7 separate regions of the Mus musculus genome follow, and all the other regions are linked to region 2. The links are chromatin contacts, called in public Hi-C, HiChIP or PLAC-seq and promoter capture Hi-C maps. All regions are on one chromosome and are shown on one strand. Each heading gives the region's core, a stretch centred on a gene start, on an enhancer-like site or on the middle of the called end of the contact. The rest is flanking DNA. Distances are from core to core; before and after follow the strand shown.

What was found. Promoter capture Hi-C pulls out the DNA fragments that hold promoters and counts their contacts. Hi-C and Micro-C count contacts between places; a contact is called where the count stands out from the background. HiChIP or PLAC-seq counts read pairs in DNA pulled down with a chosen protein or histone mark.
Region 1: a Hi-C map of embryonic stem cells shows a contact between it and region 2, with 5 times the contacts expected there. The contact joins the promoter of Nkx2-5 here to the promoter of Grm4 in region 2. A contact is called at or near these places in 8 of 39 promoter capture datasets (the C10 cell line, embryonic stem cells, hippocampal neurons and 2 more), 15 of 484 Hi-C or Micro-C datasets (embryonic stem cells and stem cell-derived epiblast-like cells) and 4 of 115 datasets of contacts at active chromatin or transcription factors (embryonic forebrain and embryonic stem cells).
Region 3: a contact with region 2 is called in an H3K4me3 HiChIP or PLAC-seq map of embryonic forebrain, with 6 times the contacts expected there. The contact joins the promoter of Ergic1 here to the promoter of Grm4 in region 2. A contact is called at or near these places in 1 of 39 promoter capture datasets (hippocampal neurons) and 2 of 115 datasets of contacts at active chromatin or transcription factors (the NIH/3T3 cell line and embryonic forebrain).
Region 4: a contact with region 2 is called in a promoter capture Hi-C map of stem cell-derived epiblast-like cells, with 3 times the contacts expected there. The contact joins the promoter of Tcp11 here to the promoter of Grm4 in region 2. A contact is called at or near these places in 3 of 39 promoter capture datasets (embryonic stem cells, hippocampal neurons and stem cell-derived epiblast-like cells), 1 of 484 Hi-C or Micro-C datasets (the N1E-115 cell line) and 1 of 115 datasets of contacts at active chromatin or transcription factors (embryonic stem cells).
Region 5: a contact with region 2 is called in a promoter capture Hi-C map of stem cell-derived epiblast-like cells, with 3 times the contacts expected there. The contact joins the promoter of Bnip1 here to the promoter of Grm4 in region 2. A contact is called at or near these places in 4 of 39 promoter capture datasets (the C10 cell line, hippocampal neurons, pre-B cells and 1 more) and 1 of 484 Hi-C or Micro-C datasets (cortical neurons).
Region 6: a promoter capture Hi-C map of hippocampal neurons shows a contact between it and region 2, with 10 times the contacts expected there. The contact joins the promoter of Zbtb9 here to the promoter of Grm4 in region 2. A contact is called at or near these places in 11 of 39 promoter capture datasets (the 3T3-L1 cell line, 3T3-L1-derived adipocytes, the C10 cell line and 7 more), 1 of 15 datasets of contacts at CTCF or cohesin (pro-B cells), 3 of 484 Hi-C or Micro-C datasets (the G1E-ER4 cell line and cortical neurons), 10 of 115 datasets of contacts at active chromatin or transcription factors (SST interneurons, craniofacial prominence, embryonic basal ganglia and 6 more) and 2 of 9 other capture datasets (adipose tissue and embryonic stem cells).
Region 7: a promoter capture Hi-C map of pre-B cells shows a contact between it and region 2, with 2.5 times the contacts expected there. The contact joins the promoter of 1810013A23Rik here to the promoter of Grm4 in region 2. A contact is called at or near these places in 1 of 39 promoter capture datasets (pre-B cells) and 1 of 115 datasets of contacts at active chromatin or transcription factors (pancreatic cancer cells).

Annotation. Positions count from the first base shown.
Region 1 is chr17:26,840,224-26,842,923 of GRCm38.p6, reverse strand. Nkx2-5 (NK2 homeobox 5) reads left to right here and starts at 1,359. Exons shown (of 2, transcript NM_008700.2): 1 at 1,359-1,899. The coding sequence starts at 1,569.
Region 2 is chr17:27,512,010-27,514,709 of GRCm38.p6, reverse strand. Grm4 (glutamate receptor, metabotropic 4) reads left to right here and starts at 1,313. Exons shown (of 11, transcript NM_001291045.2): 1 at 1,313-1,918.
Region 3 is chr17:26,560,149-26,562,848 of GRCm38.p6, reverse strand. It overlaps Ergic1 (endoplasmic reticulum-golgi intermediate compartment (ERGIC) 1), which reads right to left and starts at 1,337. Exons shown (of 10, transcript NM_026170.3): 1 at 1,217-1,337. The coding sequence starts at 1,236. 1700049J03Rik (a long non-coding RNA gene) reads left to right here. Exons shown (of 4, transcript XR_001782188.2): 1 at 1-759.
Region 4 is chr17:28,079,386-28,082,085 of GRCm38.p6, reverse strand. It overlaps Tcp11 (t-complex protein 11), which reads left to right and starts at 1,447. Exons shown (of 10, transcript NM_001085555.1): 1 at 1,447-1,511; 2 at 1,781-1,927. The coding sequence starts at 1,807.
Region 5 is chr17:26,779,715-26,782,414 of GRCm38.p6, reverse strand. It overlaps Bnip1 (BCL2/adenovirus E1B interacting protein 1), which reads right to left and starts at 1,336. Exons shown (of 6, transcript NM_172149.5): 1 at 1,239-1,336. The coding sequence starts at 1,322.
Region 6 is chr17:26,971,766-26,974,465 of GRCm38.p6, reverse strand. Zbtb9 (zinc finger and BTB domain containing 9) reads right to left here and starts at 1,287. Exons shown (of 2, transcript NM_001005916.2): 1 at 1,152-1,287; 2 at 1-910. The coding sequence starts at 843. Syngap1 (synaptic Ras GTPase activating protein 1 homolog (rat)) reads right to left here. Exons shown (of 19, transcript NM_001281491.2): 19 at 2,032-2,700.
Region 7 is chr17:28,270,331-28,273,030 of GRCm38.p6, reverse strand. 1810013A23Rik (RIKEN cDNA 1810013A23 gene) reads right to left here and starts at 1,323. Exons shown (of 3, transcript NR_045427.1): 1 at 1,144-1,323; 2 at 787-830; 3 at 1-60. The region is part of intron 2 of Ppard (peroxisome proliferator activator receptor delta); the gene reads right to left.

The DNA.
Region 1 (2,700 bases), core at 110-2,609, 670 kb after region 2:
GCCCACACTGCCCTGCCAGGAGGGACAGTTCACACTCTGCACTCACAAAAGTTTTGATCTCTGGACTTTGGGTTCATGACTTAAGAGTGACTTGTTTAGCTAACCTTTGACCCTACACTCACACTCCGTTTCTATTCCAAAAGCCTCTCCTCTGGTGGCCAACTCGTCCTTCATATCTGTGTGCCTTCTGACTCACAGATCTGTTCACTCTGGGAATCCTTATATCCGAAAACAGGTGATGGACCCTCACCACATGAATTTTCAAGGGCACATCCCCTTTGCAAATCGGTGTGGTGAGCCCAAGCTCTCCCAGAGGTTAGCCTTACCATATACCTTCGGTGGGGGAGGTTTTGCCTGGAATCGATGTGCCTTCTCTTTTTGAGATTACAGCAGGAAAAAGTCCCACTCTGTTGGGTCTGGGAGGGCCCAAGTGTTCCTTAGATCCAGACAGTTGTCTTAGTACAGAACCTGGGTTCCTTAAACCCTGACAGTTTTCAGACAGAAGCAGCACTGGACTGAAAATGTCCCTCCACCTGCCTGATCTGTCCTCTGCCCCGTGGAGTAGAAGCCCAGGAAGGCCCTGGAGGATCGGGCTAGAAAGGGTCTGGGACTTTTGTGGTGGCCTAGGAGGGTGAAAAATGAAGCAGCTTGGGCTTCAGGAGAATCCAGGCAGACAACCCAGAAGGCAGCTCTCCTCCAGGAAGAGTCAATTCCCCAACAATGCTTCCTTCTCTCTGGAGAGGTGCCTGGCCCCACCGCTTAGTCTGAAGCAGGTGGCCACTCCCACCCCACAATTAGCCACTTCACCTTTCCATTCAGCTCAGAACCCCTTGGGGCCCCTCTGGGTTCCTGGGTTGAATTTGGTCCTGTAGGTCAAATTAACTACCGCTCCCCAATCCAATTCTTAAACTCATGTGTTAAACTCAGTGTTCGTCCCAGAACAACTGTCTTCTCTGTGATTCTCTTTCTATGCAGGCTACTCTTAGGCAGACTTCAGTAAACAATATTGTAGTCATAGTCTTGATCCCTGAAAATAACCCCCCTCTTCTGGCTTTCAATCCATCCTCACCAGCCCATTTAGTGATACAGGACACAGTGCAAAGAATATTTATTCAAATCCTCGACCCACCCCCAACCCTGCGTTTAGACTCAGCATAACAGAATCAGGTATTTTCTTTGAGTGTGTCTGGCTGGGATTTTCAGGCTAACGAGGAGCAATCTCCTTGCAGGAGTGGGAGACTATCCCAAATGTGTCGCGGCCCCTTTAAAAAAAGCTGAGCAGGATTTTTTTTTCCCATCCCTATGTCTATATTAGGTGACGCAGAACTGCCCGTCGCTCCTGTCATCCAGGCCCCTGGCCCAATGGCAGGCTGAATCCCCCCTACTCCAGCCTGCTCCCGCCTCTTCTGCCCCTGGTGCTCCGCGCTACCTGCTGCCGCGCGCCACATCCAGGGCAGAGAGGCGGGTGCGCGGGCGGGCGGCGGGCACCATGCGGGGAGGCTGTCCCCAGGGGTGGGCAGCACCACTCTCTGCTACCCACCTGGCGCTGTGAAACCTGCGTCGCCACCATGTTCCCCAGCCCTGCGCTCACACCCACGCCTTTCTCAGTCAAAGACATCCTGAACCTGGAGCAGCAGCAGCGTAGCCTGGCGTCTGGGGACCTGTCTGCGCGCCTCGAGGCCACCCTGGCCCCTGCCTCCTGCATGCTGGCCGCCTTCAAGCCCGAGGCCTACTCTGGCCCCGAGGCGGCAGCGTCCGGCCTGGCAGAGCTGCGCGCGGAGATGGGCCCCGCGCCTTCGCCCCCCAAGTGCTCTCCTGCTTTCCCAGCCGCCCCCACATTTTACCCGGGAGCCTACGGTGACCCTGACCCAGCCAAAGACCCTCGGGCGGATAAAAAAGGTAAGGAGAACCTCAAGCTCTTCCCTTCTGGAATCGCTTTCATGTCCAAAACCCTGAGCCAAGAAACCCAGGCCTGACAGTAGCTCAGTCCGGGGTGAAGGCTGGGCGCGGGGAGTTTGGAGTATAAGATTCCAGGCTGTCCCGCAGTCAGTCCGAAGTTTAGAGGGAACGCCGAATTTAGAGGGTCAGGAAAAAAGAAGGGAGAGAGAGAGAGGGAGAGAGTGAGAGAGTGAGAGTGAGAGAGAGAGAGAGAGAGAGAGAGAAGATTAAAATGTTGTTTTCGGCCTACAAAACCCCAGTAGGTTAGGGCCTTGTTCTTGGATCTGTTACAAAGTTAAGCTATCTAACAATCCGCGTTAGAACAAATCTTCGTACTGGAGAGTTAAAATCTCTTCCAGATTTGGGGGTACTTTGAGACACTGAGAACTGCTAAACCGAAAGCTTAGCCCCGTGTATCCTGGGCCTTGTGTAGCCCACCCTGCCTTTCTGGGCCTTGCCTCCTTTGTGCCAAAAGAGAGGAGTCTGGGGACCGGGTTGTGATTTTGAGATGCGATGCTGCGGATCCCAGGAGCTGGGGTTGGCTTTGTTTTTCTAGTACAATCTCCAGGCAGGATCAGGCAGAAATTCCTTTCTGGGAACTGTTGGGAAATACGGAACGAATAAAGACACTGAGAAGTGAAGAGCAGGCTTCCGAAGGTGGCCGAATACCAAATATCTCAGAGTAGGGAGAGGGGCTCCTGGCCAGCTCACAGAAGGAGCAGGGAAGTCCCAGGCCCAGATCCTGTGCTGAGTAAAGCCAGA
Region 2 (2,700 bases), core at 64-2,563:
CTGCACACTTCTCTCAGAAACCGCGGGCCGACTTGGTAAAGGAGACATGTATTTGGGTCATTCCATGTGACAACAACAAGAGTACACAGTTTGACAACAGTTATTCATACACCAAACACTCCTAAGCTCAATGGGGTCCAGGCCCGGGGCCAGGCACTGCATGAACGGTGGTGAACAGTCACCGCGCTGGCCTTCATGGTCTGGAGAGCTGGCGATGGAGGCCTGCATTGGTAGGGGATCAGGGAGAGAAGCAGACAGAGATAGCTCGGGCCTTGCTAGTCCTGGACTCTCCCAAGCATTCCTCTAGGTTCTTTGGAAATCAGGGGGTCTAGCAGTCAGGATGGCGGAGTGTCTCAGGCCTGGGCACAGTGAACACCAGGTGGCACTCTGCGCCCTGGCCCCCTCTCCAGCTGTTAGCAGCCACCCACTCCCCTGGCTCCCCAGCACGGTAGCACCCAGGATGAGGCTCGCCACTTCTTGGGGCTCCCGGGGAAGCCACTTCTGCAGTCTGGGCCTGTTTGCAGCTCTTCAAGGATTGCGTGGTCTGTCCCTGCCTTCCTCTAGGCCTGCCTCGAAGGCACCCTTCCGGGATCATCAAAGCCCACGCGAGGGGAAGGGGGCAGCGAGCTGCCAACCTCTTGAGCTGAGGAACTCTTCTTGGGGCTAGTTCAGGCCACCTGTTACACCGTGTTCAGTGGATCGGGTGTGTGTGTGTGTAAATTGCTCCCCTATTTTGGGGGCTCTGGGGTGTTAGTGCTTCAGGGTAAAAGCGCTCCTCTCCACAGATCGTGAGACCTGGGCAGGTGGATTGACGTCTCTGGGCCTCAGTTTCCTTCCTTGGCATGCTATGACAGAAATGTGCAAATGAGCATGCCGCAGGGGGGCACACGCCACGTGTGTGCGCGGCTATGAGAAGCGGCCCCGCGGGTGGGGGGTTCCAGTGACGCACCGAGTGGGTACGGCTCGCCCCTAAGGGTCCCTAGGCTCTGCTGTACTTTGCAGGGTGTGCGACGGGAAACTGGGTTCCCTGACCCTCGACTTGTGTGGGTGAGGAGGGATCTTCGCCGCGTCTTTGGGGTGCCCGGGTAGTGAGATGGCGCGCTCACGGGGCTGATTGGGGGGTGGGTAGGAGGAGTGTAAGAGGGGAGGCTTCCGGGAGCGGGCGACAACCGGGTGCGGAGGGAGCGGGAGCCGCCGGCGGGGAGGGCGTGGAGGGGTGGCGAGTCCCAGCTTCCGGAGGTGGAGGTGCGGGTGTGTGGGGGTGGACCCGGGCTCTCGCTCTTTAAAAGGCCGGCGGAAGCGTGGTGCGCTCGCCCCGCACTCGCGGCGCAAACTTGCGGGCTGGGCTCGCGCGTGCGGTGCGGCAGGGCGGTGGGCGCCGGGAGCCGTGCGGCCCCCTCGGCCCTCGGCCCGCGCTCCCGGCGCTCGCGCCCCTCCCGCGCCGCTCGGCTCCCTGTGCTAGGCTCGCACGCTCCCATTTTCTCCTCGCCGCCGCCGCCGCCGTCAGGTGCCCGCACCCCGGCCGGCTGCGCTCGCTCCCCAGCCCCGATCCTCGGCGCACGCAGCGCCCCGCACCGCCTCGCCCGCGCTCTCGGGCTCCGCGGCGGCGGCGGCGGCGGCAGCGGCAGCAGCAGCAGCACGGGCACCGTGGCGGCCGCTCCCAGCTCCAGCTTCCCGGGAGCAGCAGCCGAGCGCCACCGCTCGTTGCTCCGAGGCTCCGGCCAAAGCGGCCGCCAGCTCCTCCCCGCCGCGCCCGGGACCGCCGGCGGCTCGGCGCCCGGTTTGGTCCGCAGCGTCAGCGCCACCCGCCGCGGCCCGGGCTCCCGGCACCGCGAGCAGCTAAGAGCTGGCCGCCGCCTCCCTGCACTTCCCGGGCGCAGCCGACCCCTAGCCGTGGCGTTCACCTCGCCGATGCGCGGTGAGTTGTGGCCCGAGGGGCACGGGCGGAGGGGACGATGCCCTCCGGCCTCCGGGAGCGCGGGCTGCGGCGGGGACCCCGGCGTTTGAGGAGGTGGCCTCTGCGAGCTCTCCCTAGTTCCAGGAGGAGGGCGCAGGACCCAGGGACAGGGGCTTCCCTCCGGGCTGGGGCCGCCCCTCCGCTGCCCCCTCAGGGATGGGGCAGTGTTGTCTGCGGGTCTGGGGGAAAGTGGGATGGGGGCTGTGACGGGGCTGCACTGATGACAGGTGGAGTTGGTCCCGATGGGGACGGTGACAGCCGCGCGTCCCCTCTGCGGAGAGGCTAGGCTGTGGGGGCGCGGGGCGCGGTGTGCGCCTTTGCGCCGTGGTCCTCGGCCAGAGGGCAGCGCCAGCCCCGTGTTGAGGCTCCCTGCTCTGAGAACCGCATCCAGCCCCGGCACCACCTTCGCCACTGGCTGGAGCCGAAGCGCCTCCCGCCTGCAGCCGCCGCCGTGGTTTGCGGTGGCGCTGCAGGTCTGGGGTCTCTCCGCAGCCCCGGGACCTGAGGTCAGGCTTTCTCTGGACACTTGGGACCGAACCCTCTCTGAAACCCTGGTGAACCGAGCGTCTCTAAGGGCTCTGTGTGAGCGCGCGTGTGGCGGGGGAGGTCCCTGCTCCAGGGTCGCTTCCCCGAGCCCGCGGGCAACCGTGTCCCCTCCCCGCGCGGGGGCGGGGCCGAGGTGGAGGCCTGACTGTGCGCTGCGCCCCCGCACCCCGCACCCGGCGCTGCGTGGTTGTTTGTGC
Region 3 (2,700 bases), core at 88-2,587, 950 kb after region 2:
CTACCTCAAGCAAGCAGGAAGCTGGTTTGCCAGATAGTACCAGTGCCCAGAGTGAGCTAAAAACCACTTTGGCTGGTTAAGAGGTCTGAAACCAATGTCCTCTCTGGGCCCTGACCCCAGGTTGCCCATATGCCACCACATGATCCGAATCTTGGGCCGTTTTTAGATTGGTTGTCACTCTGTTCTGCCTCTATACACATCAGTAAGAGGGGGAGGATGAGGGGAAACTGTGACCAATGGAGGAATACCCGTTCTCTGGCTGTGGGGAGCGCTCACAGATCTCCTCAGTCACAGATGCCCTACTTCTGAGTTCCATGTGATGGAGACTGGGTCAGGGGTGCCTTACAATCCCTGTCTTTCAGGTGGTGACCTTATTTTTAGTACCAATTTGCAAGAGGTGAAACCAATATTTTGAGCATGCCCAGACACCTGCTGGGGTTAGCCAGCTGAGCGGTGAGGGGCTGCACCCTAAGCCTTTGCTTCTAACATTGAGAATCTACTAAGCAGCTGGGTAGAGAGGTACAGCCAGGCTTCTAATCCTTTTGCTCCAAAGTATCCCAACAGCCCAGAGCATCTCAGAGCGTCTTATGTCAAGGGAATGTCTGGTGGGGAGGCCCTTCCCATGCAGGCTTCCAGAAGGCCTGGCCCTATACAATGGTGTTCCAGGAGGCAAAGAACCTTCTGCAGAACCTCGAGATCCCAGCATCCTCCTCTTCCCGCACTGTCCCCATGGCTTGCGGGAACAGGCCTCCACATCTGGTAGGTAGAGGATTCTCAGGCTCTGAAGAACTAAGCTTCTCCAACTGCTGCCAGATTGAATGGGGCTGCAGCCCTCAGATCCCACCGGGCAAAGCCAGGCGCGCGGCCCCACCTGTCAGCCAGGACAGGGTCCACTAGGGAAGACTGGGGAGAAAGCCTGAGGATGCCTGAGCTCCTTTTATTTGGGATTTGGGAGGAGATTTGGTTCCCAGGTTGGGGGAGGGGAATGAAAGATGTCAGGGGCAAGCTGGGGACACCGCGCCGTGGAAAACAGAGTGCGAGGGCTTGCCAGGGCTGCACGAGGGGTGGGGGTAGGGCTCGAACCCCGAGGAAGGCCGCGGTCCCCTAGGGCCTGCCGAGGCGTGCACAGTGCACCAGGGTCGCATTTGCACGTAACGGGGGGTGGGGGGTGGTCGTCGCCGGCTGCAGAGGGCCTCGGGCCCGGGGCCTCACTCACCTCCTGAAGTCAAAGGGCATCGTGCCGCCGAGCCGGTGGGAGCGTTGCAGGCCAGGCGGGCCGCAGCGCCGCGTGGGTCCGAGCCCGCTGCCAACGCCTCCTCGGCCGCCCCGCCCCCGCCAGCCTGCCCGACACTCGCCACTCGCCTCCCGCCGCCGGGAAGTGACGCTCCACGCAGCCCATTGGGCGCCGCCACATCCACCGGCCGCCCCTTCCGCCGCCCCATTAAAGGGGCCCGAGGGCCCGCTGAATGGGAAGGCCCGAGAGTGGGATGCTACCCAAGCCCAGGTCTCCAAGACTCCCGCTTTGGTTCTTTTTGGCCTCTGATCTTTTTTCCTAGCGTAAGTGGGGCCTCAGGACAAATCGCTCTGCCTCAGGCAGTGGGTTTTGTGCTTGTAAAACAAAGCCATTGCGTTGTGAAGATCAGAGAAAAATGCTACAAATTGCGGGTCCATGCTTGGTGCTAGTTCTGGGTGAAGGTTAAAACTGGGGGATGGGCAACGCAGTCCTAGATTGAGAAAGTCCACCCACCTCCCACCCATCCCTTGCTTCTTAGGAAAAGCCATCTGGCTCCCGAGATCCACCACCACCCCTTTCTCTATCTGTATAACTGTTAATCCCACTTTTCAACTTTTCATAGGTATCAAAGGAGGTAGTTGGGGCCCTGCTTTAGTGAACAGCCTGGCATCTAGTGACAGCTTCTCCACCTGTTAGAGTTGGGCTTAGCTAGCCACTTCTATCATCTTTCTTCGGGATTGATGCCAACCAGTACTCGTTGAGCATCTACCAACCTGAAGTCAGGAACTTGCAGGGTTATCCAGAGGCTCTGAGTTTGCACGGTTAGAAATGGTAACATACCGCTGATTGCCCCTAGGAGCCTCCATTCTCAGAAACACAGAAGTACAGAGGAAAACCTCCCTCAACTTGCTGGGCTAGAGGAGGAGGCAGCTGAACTCTAAACTTTTTGTGATTGGCTGGTCTTAGTTGTCAATCTGACATACCTGGAAGAGATTGAAGAAATGGCTCCACTACATTAGCCTAAGGGCTTGTATGTGTGTAAAGTTTTCTTAGTTCCTAAGTAATGATGTAGGAAGGCCCAGCCCTCTATGGGTAGCAACATTCCTAGGATGGGATCCTGGGATCAGAAAGCTACTGCATATGAGCAGTGGAGCCCATTAGCAGCCTTCCATCCTCCACAGGTCTCTGCTTCAGTTTCTGCTTCATGGTTCTTTTTTTTTTTTTTTTTTTTTTTTTTTTTTTTTTTTTTTTTTTTTTGTTTGGTTTTTTTGAGACAGGGTTTCTCTGTATAGCTCTGGTTGTCCTGGAACTCACTTTGTAGACCAGGCTGGCCTCGAACTCAGAAATCCACCTCCCTCTGCTGGGATTAAAGGCGTGCGCCACCACGCCCGGCCCTGCTTCATGGTTCTTACCTTGAGTACCTACTTACCCAGACTTCACTCCCTGAAGGGCGTGTGGATGTATGA
Region 4 (2,700 bases), core at 198-2,697, 570 kb before region 2:
GTGACATCACTGCGTAGCTTCTGTTCACGTCCCCGTTGACCACCTGGAGGGAAATTCCAAGAAGCACACCCCGAAATTCCAAGAAGCACAATGGGGAGGGAGGAAGGAAGCTTAGTATGTGCTGGAGATAGTTTAGGTGGTCGGTGAGAATTGAACCCAGGGATACCAACCAAGCTACAACCTTAAATTCTTTTCAGTAAATCCTACCTTGCAGTATTGGAACTGAACCTGGGCCCTCAAACATGGCCGGCATTTTGTTACTAAGTTGCACCCATTATCTGGCTTTGTTTTGTCTTTAAACTTTAGTTGCTTCGTCTGTCCTGGAACTGTGTAGTCCAAGCAGGCCTTGGCCAGTCTGTCCTCTTGCCTCAGTCTCCCCAGTAGCTAGGGTGACAGGCCTGCACCGTTACTTTCAGGTTTTCCAAAGTCAGGGATTGGCAAGCAAAGCAGCGGCATCAGGCGGTACAGCCATTTCCGGGGGATCGCACGCCCTCTTCTGAACGCCTGGGGTACTGCATGGATGGGATGCATTTGCATAGGTTTTATGATGACTTCAAGTCAGAGTAATTAAGAGGCCAGAAAGAATATGAGGGAAAAACACCCTCTCCATGTTCTCTCCCCAAACCCAAGGCGTGGGTATTTAAAAGACTTTAATCCCTGCAGAGGCAGGAAGATCTGAGTTTGAGGCCAGCCTGGTCTACAGAAGAGTTCCCTGACTGCTGGGGCAGCATAGAGAAACTTTCTTTGTCTTGGGAAAAAAGCAAAAAACACAAGAGAATGTTATATGTAAAACAAGACAATTTTATATGTATGGGTATTTTGCCTGCGTGTATGTAAATATATGTAAATATAGGAAGTATGATCCCGAGGAACTGGAGTGGCAGATGGCCGAGATCCATCATGTTGGTGCTGGGAATCGAACCCTGGTCCTCTGGAAGAAAGCCAGTGGTCCTAACAGCTGAGCCATCTCTCCAGGCCTCACCCTCCATTTTTTTTAAGAATCTGGAAATGGAGCTCAGCCTATGAGGTCCCTTCCATGCCCAGCACTACATGAACCCTTGGTGGTGGCTCACACGGGTGACCCCAGCACTCAGGCAGAGGCTGTAGGGTCAGCAGTTCGAGGCTAGCACCCCTGTGCATGCTCTGCAGGCTACCCCTAAGCCCCAGATCCTGACACTTGGAATCAATAGGGATGACCGTCCTGCCCCAGTCTCGGTCTCACCCAAGGTGGCGGCAGATGGTCGGTGGCGGGTCGCGATGCTGGTGGGGAGGGCTGCCACGCGCCTCGCGCCTCGTTGCCAGGACACCTAAGCTGTTTGTTTGGCAACACCGGGCGTTCCCACTCCTGCTCAGTTCGCAGGGTGGGGATGTGGAGTGTGTGACAGCATCGACGTGGGGCTCAGTGGCTCCACCCAGCCACGCCGCCCCTGCCTCATCCCCCCAAGTGGTTTAGCCCACCCGCACCCCGTGCCGCCCAGCCAGCCAGAGCGGGCGGGCCGGCAGAGAAGGAAGTGAGCTGAGTGGAGAGAGGGAAGGGGAGGGAGAAAGTGGAGGGGGAGGGCGGAGGTGAGCCACGGAGGGGAAGGGATGAAAGAGGGGAAGGGAGAGGGGAAGAGGAGGTGAGGGGAAGAGGCATACTGAGAGGGAGAGACAAGGGGTGGTGAGGGATGGAGAGGGGTAAGGGGAGGGGCGTCCGTCGGGGCTGCGGCCTCAGTTTCTTCCTGCGCCAGCTCTGGTCCCCCCTGGCCCTGACGAGCCCCCAACATTTGTCACCACACAGATACCACCACCACCACCATCACCAGGATGCCAGACGTGAAAGAGAGGGCGGCCCGGAAGGAGCCCGGCGCGGCAGAGAGCGCCTCCCGTGAATCCCGCGGGGGAAACACCCGGGAGAGCGCGAGCAGCGCCCAGGGGCACCGATCGTGTAGGTTCAACCGTCGCCCGAGCACGGCCGCCCTCACCCCAGGGTCCGCGCAGGGGCGCGGGGTAAAGACGGCGCCACGAGGTCCCGTGGGCCACGGAGGACTGCGGACTGGCCCGACCTCCCGGTGTCCCCAGCCCTCCGCCCGAGCGAAGCTCCCCTCGGTCACGCGTGGGGCACCGCTTCCGCCATCCCCGGGAAAGGGCCACCTCGGCGGGACCCCGAGCTCGCACAGGCTAGGTATCTGCTTGAGGCAGGGTCCCCCAAGTGCGGGGACTGCAGGTCCGGACCTCCCTCCCCCTCGTTTCAAATGCTCCCGCACAAGCGTTGCCATGGATTTCCTGTGACGCTGGACAGTTAGTCTCTCCTCTGTGGCCACGCGGGGTCGCTGCTGCTTAACGCTGTGACTTGAGACAAGATCCAGGTGTACCCGGAGGGGTGGGGTGGGGTGGGTTGGGTTCGGGCTGGGGTTGTGTATCCAAATAGGAACCTGGCCTGTGGGGTTCAAGGTCAGGGCGTGCTGGTGCTGCTGGTTTGGAAACAGTTCTTACAATGGCTGTTGCATCCATAGGTACAGTGACTCCTGAGTATACAATCAAATTCCTTTTGTAAAAATTTGGAACTGTGTATAACACGTTGGCTTTGTTGTGTTGCAGTTTTCTTTTTTTAGGGGGGCAATCTGAATTTTTAAGAATTGTAGCCACACTTAAATCTCTACTCTTTAAGCCCTCCTTGTTCCGGAGTGCTCTGGGCGGAACTGGCTGCTTCTTGCAGTT
Region 5 (2,700 bases), core at 87-2,586, 730 kb after region 2:
TTTCAAATTTTGGATATAAGGGTTTTTTTGTTTTGTTTTTTTGAAGACTCTATGTAGTACAGGCTGGCCTCAAATGCATGATGGTCCTGCTTATGCCTCCCAAGTGCTAGAGCCACTACCCTAGCAACTCTGTGTTATGTATGTATATGTATTTACATGTGCATTCTGAGGACTGAAACTAGAGCCTTGCACATGGCTAAACTTTAACTCTACTCTGAGCTAAATTTACCCCCAGCCTCTGGTAATCTCACTTGTATAAATCTTGTTTATTTTTCTAGAATTGGCCCATTTTTTTTGTTTGCACATCTCAGGAGTAAAGTTTGCGGCGTTTCTTTACCTGTTCTCTAGCTTACTCACAAAATCAACACTTCCTCACAGCACAGGATAAACTGCTAATGTGGCAGAGTGTACATCTGGCTTACCAGAGAGCACTACTCTCCATGCTCCTTTTTATAGGGGCTAGTAAAGCCAAGCTTACCCCAACAGCTAGGCACAGCCCATTTATGCAGCACTGGGGATGGCGAACCCAGTGCTGGGCAAAGTCCTCACCAGCGGAGTCACACCCCTACCCTTTCCTTATTTGCTGTCACAGCTTGTATTCTGAGCCGGTTGGGTTCTTTTTGCCAAACTCTGGAGCCATTTCTACATTCCCTGTTCTTGCTTGTGTTCCTGCACTACTGTCTCCTACTTAAGACCTGCTTCCAGATAAGCGCCTCATTTTCCAGTCTGTTTCCGGGTAGGGAAGCTCTAAAATGATTTTCCTAGGCTGGCTTTCCCCATCCAGGTCCTAATACTGGCACTGCCTGCCTTCTGACCCAGGATCTTGCACAATATTTGAATTCTTTGTTCAAAAAATTACAACCACGTCCCAGGTTAACTTAGTTAGCTTCGGGCAGGGACTGTCGGGCCAGGTGGCTTTGGGTGCCTCAGGGTCCCTAACTTAGGGAAGTGGGCGTGGGAGGCGAGCAGGGCGAGGGGTGGGGCGGGGCTACAGCCGAGAATGCGGGTGGGCGGGCTAGCCCAGCACGGCTGCAGTCCAAGGAAAGGGAGCGGCGTGTTAGGGTAACTCAGGGGTGGGCAAACCAACAGTTCACAAAAGAAAAGCCTGAAGGTCAGTGATCTCGGGGAACCGACCGAATGGTGCCTTAGGAGCCATCCTGGAACCGGACCAGGCGCGAATATTCTGGAAGATGTCAAGGCGGCCATCGAGAGCCGGACAGGAGCCTAAGAATTTGTACCTGGATAAGCGCCTTCACCTCTAGGTCGAATTTGACAATCTCTTGGTTACAGATCCGGACGTGGACATCCTGGGGAGCCGCCATGTTGGAAATGCGGCTACGGCGAGCGGCAGCAGCCAAGCTTGAACGCGTTCACGTGGCTCCTGCCCGCCTTTCCGTACTTCTTCAAATGTGATGCTGCGGGAGACCCCGTGTGGATCAAACCAGGTCAAGAGTCCAGACCTGAAACTTTTCTTGTCACGTAGAACACGCACAGCTTCTCTGGTCTGCTCCTACTAAACGGAAAAGTGGAATGTGATTATGAAGAACCATTAGAGTTGGGGTGGGGGGGAGGGGAAAATACAACTCAGGTGATGATAGGCTGGCATGCCACATGGCCTTCAGGTTTGTTCCCAGTACTAGAGATACAACAACAACCCGCTATTCTAGTGACCTTTTGGATGGAAAAAAAAAAAGGATCAATTCGGATGTCACCAAAGTTACATTTTTTTTCTTTAAAATTTAAAGCAAAATGTATACAGTAGGTATGCATTATGGAGGAAGACACAAAACTTGTAAAGGTGCAGACTTAAATACAGGTCACTGGGGCACCTCCATTAGTACAACCATGATCCTGCATTGTTGTCCTTACACATTTCTATGGCTCTGGTCCTGCCCTTTGTGTAGAATTGGATTCCAAGTATCTCATAGGAGTAGTTCTGACTGTGTGGTGTGATAGAAACAATGTCAGTGCAAACCTCAAAGAAGGGTAGTGTTTTTTAAAATTATTATTTCTTAAGCCCTCAACACCACTGGACACTTTTCCCCCACCCTCCGGGATTCTCCAGGCTCTGTCGTCTTGGATATGGGTTCCCTCTTTTTAAAATGTTTTTCTCAAACTGCACACACAGCCCCCAGTCTCCACGCCTACCTGTCCCAAAGCACCCTGTACCACCCACTTCCTAAAAGGTGCTCAGTAGCTGGCTGCAAGTATCAAAGGCCTGGATTCCAGGCTTGTAATCAGTTTCCTCAGTAGCATCACTCCTAAGTTAGGTCACCTAGAGGATGGAATGAGGTGTTGATAATGTAGCATTGAACTCAGTGCTCACTAGTTGCTATACATGTACTGTTAAGAAACACTCTGGGAGTTACTTCCCTACGTGCGGCCATTTTCTATGAAATGCTTCTGCCCAGCAGCTGCACTTGATTTGTTAGGCTATAGAAGTGGAAGGAAGAGGGGGTGGAGGACGATGACAGAACACACGGGACAGGTGAAAGGCCCTAAGTATTTTCTTTGCTTTTCTGAGGCAGGGTCTCACAGAGCCCAAGCTGGTTCCCAGCTACCTATGTAGCCAAGGATGACCTAGAACTGCTGGAATTACAGGCACTGATTAACACCGCAGCTACTAGACATGCATTTTAGCTCCACACAAGCTTTCCTATATCCTTTTTATCTGGGTGTGGTAGCATATGACTTTATCCC
Region 6 (2,700 bases), core at 38-2,537, 540 kb after region 2:
GTTTTCCTGATTCACATATAAGATTTGGGAAGCTTGTACAGGAGGGGCAGGAGGATCTACTGTTGAGCTCTCATCCTCTGAAGGCTTGCTGGGAAGAGCAGGTGTAGGCAATGGGTGGGATCCACAAGCTTGGGAAACCCCTCCCGACACTCTCTCCGGCTGAGGAGTCTGAAAGAGTGGAGCTGCTGACCCCTGCTCCTCTTCCTCCTCTACTTTCACCTGAATCTGTAACATTCCTTCTAGTTCACTCCCCTCCCCTCCAGCGGGGCTCTCAGGGAGAACAGAATTCTCTGTAGAAGCAGAGGAGCGTACTGGGTTCTGGAAAGGGGAAGAGCGAATGCACCAGCCTCCTGAAGATGTTGTGGAAATAAGTGTGAGGCTGGAGGCTCTTCCACCGGCTGAAATCCCACCAGACGTTTCTAGTTCTCGAAGAATCTCTGAGCACCGATCTACCACTTGCCACATCTGAAGGCCGCTGGCTACAAGGAGATGGGCAGGGAGGGCATCCAGCGGCAGGTGGAGGCTTCCTGAATAAATGAGCTGAAGCAGTCCCTCGAACGCATCGGCCTCGATGACATTCGGTAAAGTCAGTCGGGGCGCATCCCCCAAAAGCAGCTTGTCATGGAAGTAAGGAGAGGCAGCAGCCAACACTGCTTTGTGAGCCCTAAGTTCCCTGCCCTGAACCAGGAGGGACACATCACAGAACTTTCCCTCCAGCCTGTGGCGGTTCAGGGATTCCAGCAGCGAAGAGCTATGATGAGGGAACTCAATGTGGATTGTCTGTGGGGCTGGGTTGCATCTCGGAGATGAGGATGCGGGAGGCAAAGGAGTCGAAGCATCCATGGCTACCTCGGGAAGAGAAATAAATCCCGGGGAGTCGGGCAGTGCAGGGTTCTATACGGGGTGAAGGCTGCGGAGGAAAGAGACTGGGGTCACACAAGTTCGGGGTATGAGACCTGTCTCAAGCCGCTCGCCACCGACCCTTGAAAACTCTTCGGTGACAAGCTTCTGTATATTAGTTCCGCCCACCAGGAAACCCAACAAAACACCAGGGTTTACACCTCCAGGCCCAGCGGAAGCTAAGGAGGGAAGGGATGGCGCCCCACCTCGCCGGCTCCGGTCGCCCTCCGCCACCGCTCGCCCCTCCTCACCGTGCTCGCTCCGGCCGGCTCAGTGAGCTCCGGCCCCGCGACGTCCCACCGACACGCCCCCACCGCACGCGCGACCGCGTCGGAGCACCTCAACCGCCAGTGCGCCTGGCCGGCCGGAAGCTACCGCAGTTCCGCCGGACGCCAATGCGGCCAGGCACGGAGGGCGGGACCAGTTCTGCAGCCAATGGGAGAGCGGCAGCCTACAAGCCGTCTCCTCATTGGCTGTGCGGACGGAGGGCCGGGGCTTGGGGAGGGCGGCGGAAGTGGAAGGCGGTTCCCTCAGTTCTGGAGTAGCAGTGAGGGGAGCCACGGGCTCCGCAGTAAGGCTTGCTTCCCTCGTCCCGCCGCGCGAGGTAGGTGCTGCTGCCCTCCGCGTGCACGCGGGACAACCGGGTCTGAAGTCTGGAGCGCACGCTTGCTGAGGACCTGGGTCCTTTCCTCCATTTCGCAGAGGAGCGTCCTCACAATTAAGCCCTAAGTCAAGAGGGTCTTGCACAGACCCTGCACTTGGAGTCTTTGGGGCGCTAAAGCGAGTCCAGTGCTGCGGCGGAGAGAGAGCGGGAGTGTGAGTTTCACCAGGAAGACCCTGCGGTATATATTGTTCTCCTGACTGGGTGGTATAGTGTGTAATGTAAGAGGACTGTTCTTTCCAAAAGTAGTCCCTGTCACCCTTCAGGTCGTTCTGGAGACCCCGGGCTAAAAAGTCGGCCCAACGCCGGGGGAGGCAGCACTTAGTCCCAGCACTTTGGAGGCAGGGGCAGGCAGATCTCTTGAGTTCAATCAAGGCCACCCTGGTCTACAGAGTTCCAGGCCAGCCAGAGCCACACAAGGAGACTCTCTGTCTTGAAAATCCAAAAATAAATAAAAGTCAGCCCAGTGATAAAAGAACAATCTCCGTTTATTAAACATGATTTTTCTGTTTCACCACACACTCCAGAAAAGAAAAGAAAAAAAAAAAAAGGAAATGGGCCTGGGAGTGGGAGAAAAGGGGGGGCAGTGGTGGGGGACCAAGAGTCTGGGAGCAGGGGCAGGAAGGAGAACGAGTAAACAAACAGCAAAAAAAAAAAAAAAAAAAAAGAGTAAGAAGATCTTCTCCCTACTCTTAAGGTGGTGGGTGGGGAGGGAAGTGAGGGGTGGGGCTAGGGAGCCAGGAAGCTCTGTACAGAGGGGTCGCCTCCCAGCCCCCCTCCCCAATTATGTACAGTACAAACCCCAGATAATTACAACAGCCAAAGAGGAGGGAGGAGGTTCAAGGGTAAGGCCTGATGGGGAAAGCAGAGGAAAGGGCATGGGATAAAATTTCACATATTTACAACTTTTATATAAGTATAAATTTGGCCCCGGCTGGGTGGGTGTATGTAGAGGGTTAGACCGAAGGAGAGCTGTCCATACAAAAGAAAGATCGAGTCTGGAGTCTGGGAAGAATTCTCAATACCAAACGCAAGGAGTGAAGAGACAAGGCTGGGTAGGGGGCAGCAGTCAGAGAAGAGGGGGTACCCGGGAGGGGTTTCTCCCCTTCCATGGCCTACCCACCCCAAACCCCATCCAT
Region 7 (2,700 bases), core at 74-2,573, 760 kb before region 2:
AGATAAGGGCTGCTTCACTCAGCTCTGGAAAGCAGGAAGTCCCCAAGGCTTTCCTGGTCCCTGAGAAAAGGGACAAAGCGGTTGAGTGGAGAGGCAGCGGAGCAGATGGGCTCTCCCTGCCCTAGTAGAGCACTCTAGAGATGGGAGCCCAACCATGCCCTCCACAGATCTACCCGCTAGGATCCCCCAGATTCCCTTGGCAGCCTGCACGCTCACTCAGGAGGGGGTCTGCGGATGTGACAGAGAAATAACGCCGGAAGCAGGCTACAGGGGTGACACCTGCACACCACATTAACAGGACAGTACACCTCACACACTCAGGTCACACTGGGCTCCTTCACCTCACAAGCAAGGAACCGGCTCGACACAGAATGCCGAGGACACATGCCTCTGTGCACCAGATGTTACACTGGTGACAGGGACAACCTGTAAACACTGGTTCATTCAGGAGTGCTGAAATGCAGGCTCTGAGGTGGCCATGAGCCAGGGGAAGACATCCCAGCACTTTCCCCAGCCTGCACAGAGCAACCTGTTCCTTGCCAGGACTCTCCGGCCTTGGCCTCCAACTCATGAGCTTCCCGGGAGGCCGAAGAGGGAGGACAGCACAGAACAGGCACTCGGAACGCCCAGAGAGCTGACTGTCTTGGTGCTGTGGCAATAGGCAGAGGACAAGGTGGCCCAGACAGGAAAGACAACAAACTGATTCAGCCCTAGCCACCGACTTCTCAACAATAAATGCTCTGGAGGACACCGAGGAGTGCTAGGGACAGAGTCCTCTCTACTCACCCAGGGCTCAGGAGCGGCTTCCTTGAGGATGCGGATGCTGCAAACTGGATAGAGACAGGTCTGTGGGCTGGCTGTGGGCCGCCGCAGCAGAGGCCACTCAGCCAGTCCCGGGCCACTCGGCACTCAGCTGCCCAGCCCTCTTTTCTGGAGGCCTCTACCACAGTCTCCACCCAAATCCTGGGGCTACAGCAGGTGGTAGCTCCCCACCCACCATAACCTGCTTGGCAAGGCCTTCCGCACCTTTCCCCACTGAAGCTTCCTGCTTCTCTCTTCCCCAGGAGTCCAGATCGAGGCAGGGCCTTCCTTATCTACCTGGGATTCACAGGCCAGCTTGGGAACCCTAGGCACTGACCTTACCATGGCTCACAGTCTGCTCCTTACAGCCTGCACGTCCCCGAGGGAGTAGGTGGGGGTTGGAAGGGTGCCTGCAGGATACCTTGGACACAGCCTTCCCTCTAAAAGAGGCTGAGAGCAGGCAGGGGGCCTGCAGCTAGCCCAGCGGAGGGCCTGCTTTCTACCTGAGACTGCCAGGTGCACAGGGCGCTGGGAAACACAGGGTGTGGTGTCCTGGGAGCCCTGTACTGGAGTGACCTTAGTGCTGGCCAACCACATCAGAGGTAGGACTGGCACAGGGACAAGGCAAGACTGTCCCCAAACACAAGTAAGCTTGGCTCATGAGCAGAGTGGCCTGGCCTGGGAGCTCAATCTCACGCAGCCTCGGGTCCGGAAGTGCTGTTACAGTCATGCGAAGAGGCAGCAGGGTTGAGTGGTCCCAAACCCAGGAATACTGGTTCTGAAGGTTCATCACAAAACGCTTCTTTCTTTTTTTTTTTTTTTTTTTTTTTTTGGTTTTTTGAGACAGGGTTTCTCTGTGTAGTCCTGGCTGTCCTGGAGCTCACTTTGTAGACCAGGCTGGCCTCAAACTCAGAAATCCGCCTGCCTCTGCCTCCCAAGTGCTGGGATTAAAGGCGTGCACTACCACACCCGGCTCACAAAAAAAACGTTTCTTAACTGCCATTACTCATGACATGGGAGTGATGGTCGCCAGTGGCTCGCACACGCAGAGGTCAGTCCTTCCAGGCCTCTGCTGGTACTAAAGGCATGGCCTTTAGGTGCCTTCTATACAATGGGATTTCCATTCTATAGTCCTGGCTGGCTGGGAACCCACGATCTTTCCTGAACCTGCAGGTGGCAGGCCTCCTAGGGAAAGCAACCTCCCGCCTCTGAGACAAGGTTTCTCACAGGTCTGGAGGCTGGTGAGCAGGCTAGGCTGGCCGGTATGCCCCAGAGACCCATCTCTCTCCACCTCCCCGTGCTGCGCTCGCAGGTGCACAGCCAAGCTTTTAGTGCAGGCTCTGGAAATGGAACTTAGGCCTTCACACTTCATATCAGAAAATTAAATTAAAACGAGCGTGTGGGGCCCCGTGCCTGAAACGCCATTATCAGCACAGAGATATGGGAAGATCTGGAGCCTGAGACCCTCCTTTGTCTCAGGCATCAAAAAATGAAGGAAGCAGGAAAAGTCAGTTTTTTTTCTTTTAAAATTCATAAAGTGAAAACATTCCTTTAAAATTCTGTGTGAAAGACACAGAATAATTTATAAATTGAAGGGTTTCTGGAAATTTCTGTTCCTTGTTCCCAAATCCTGACAGCCAGGGACTGCTGGGAACCTGCAGTCCTTTAGGCCCTTTCTTATGTGGCTCCAGGGGCAGGCTCCCGCAGGCACGCACGCACAGCAGCCAGAGTCCTCCTCAGGTAGAGTCACTTCCTGGCCCGGCGTGGGTGCTGAGCATGTGTAAACACACTGACCCAGGCACCAACAGCTGTGTGAGGAGACCACACAGGAAGCAGAGCCTGCAGAAGAATGAACGCTGGCAAGGTGGGAAAGGCCAAGCAGGAGGGCTAGTGGGGCAG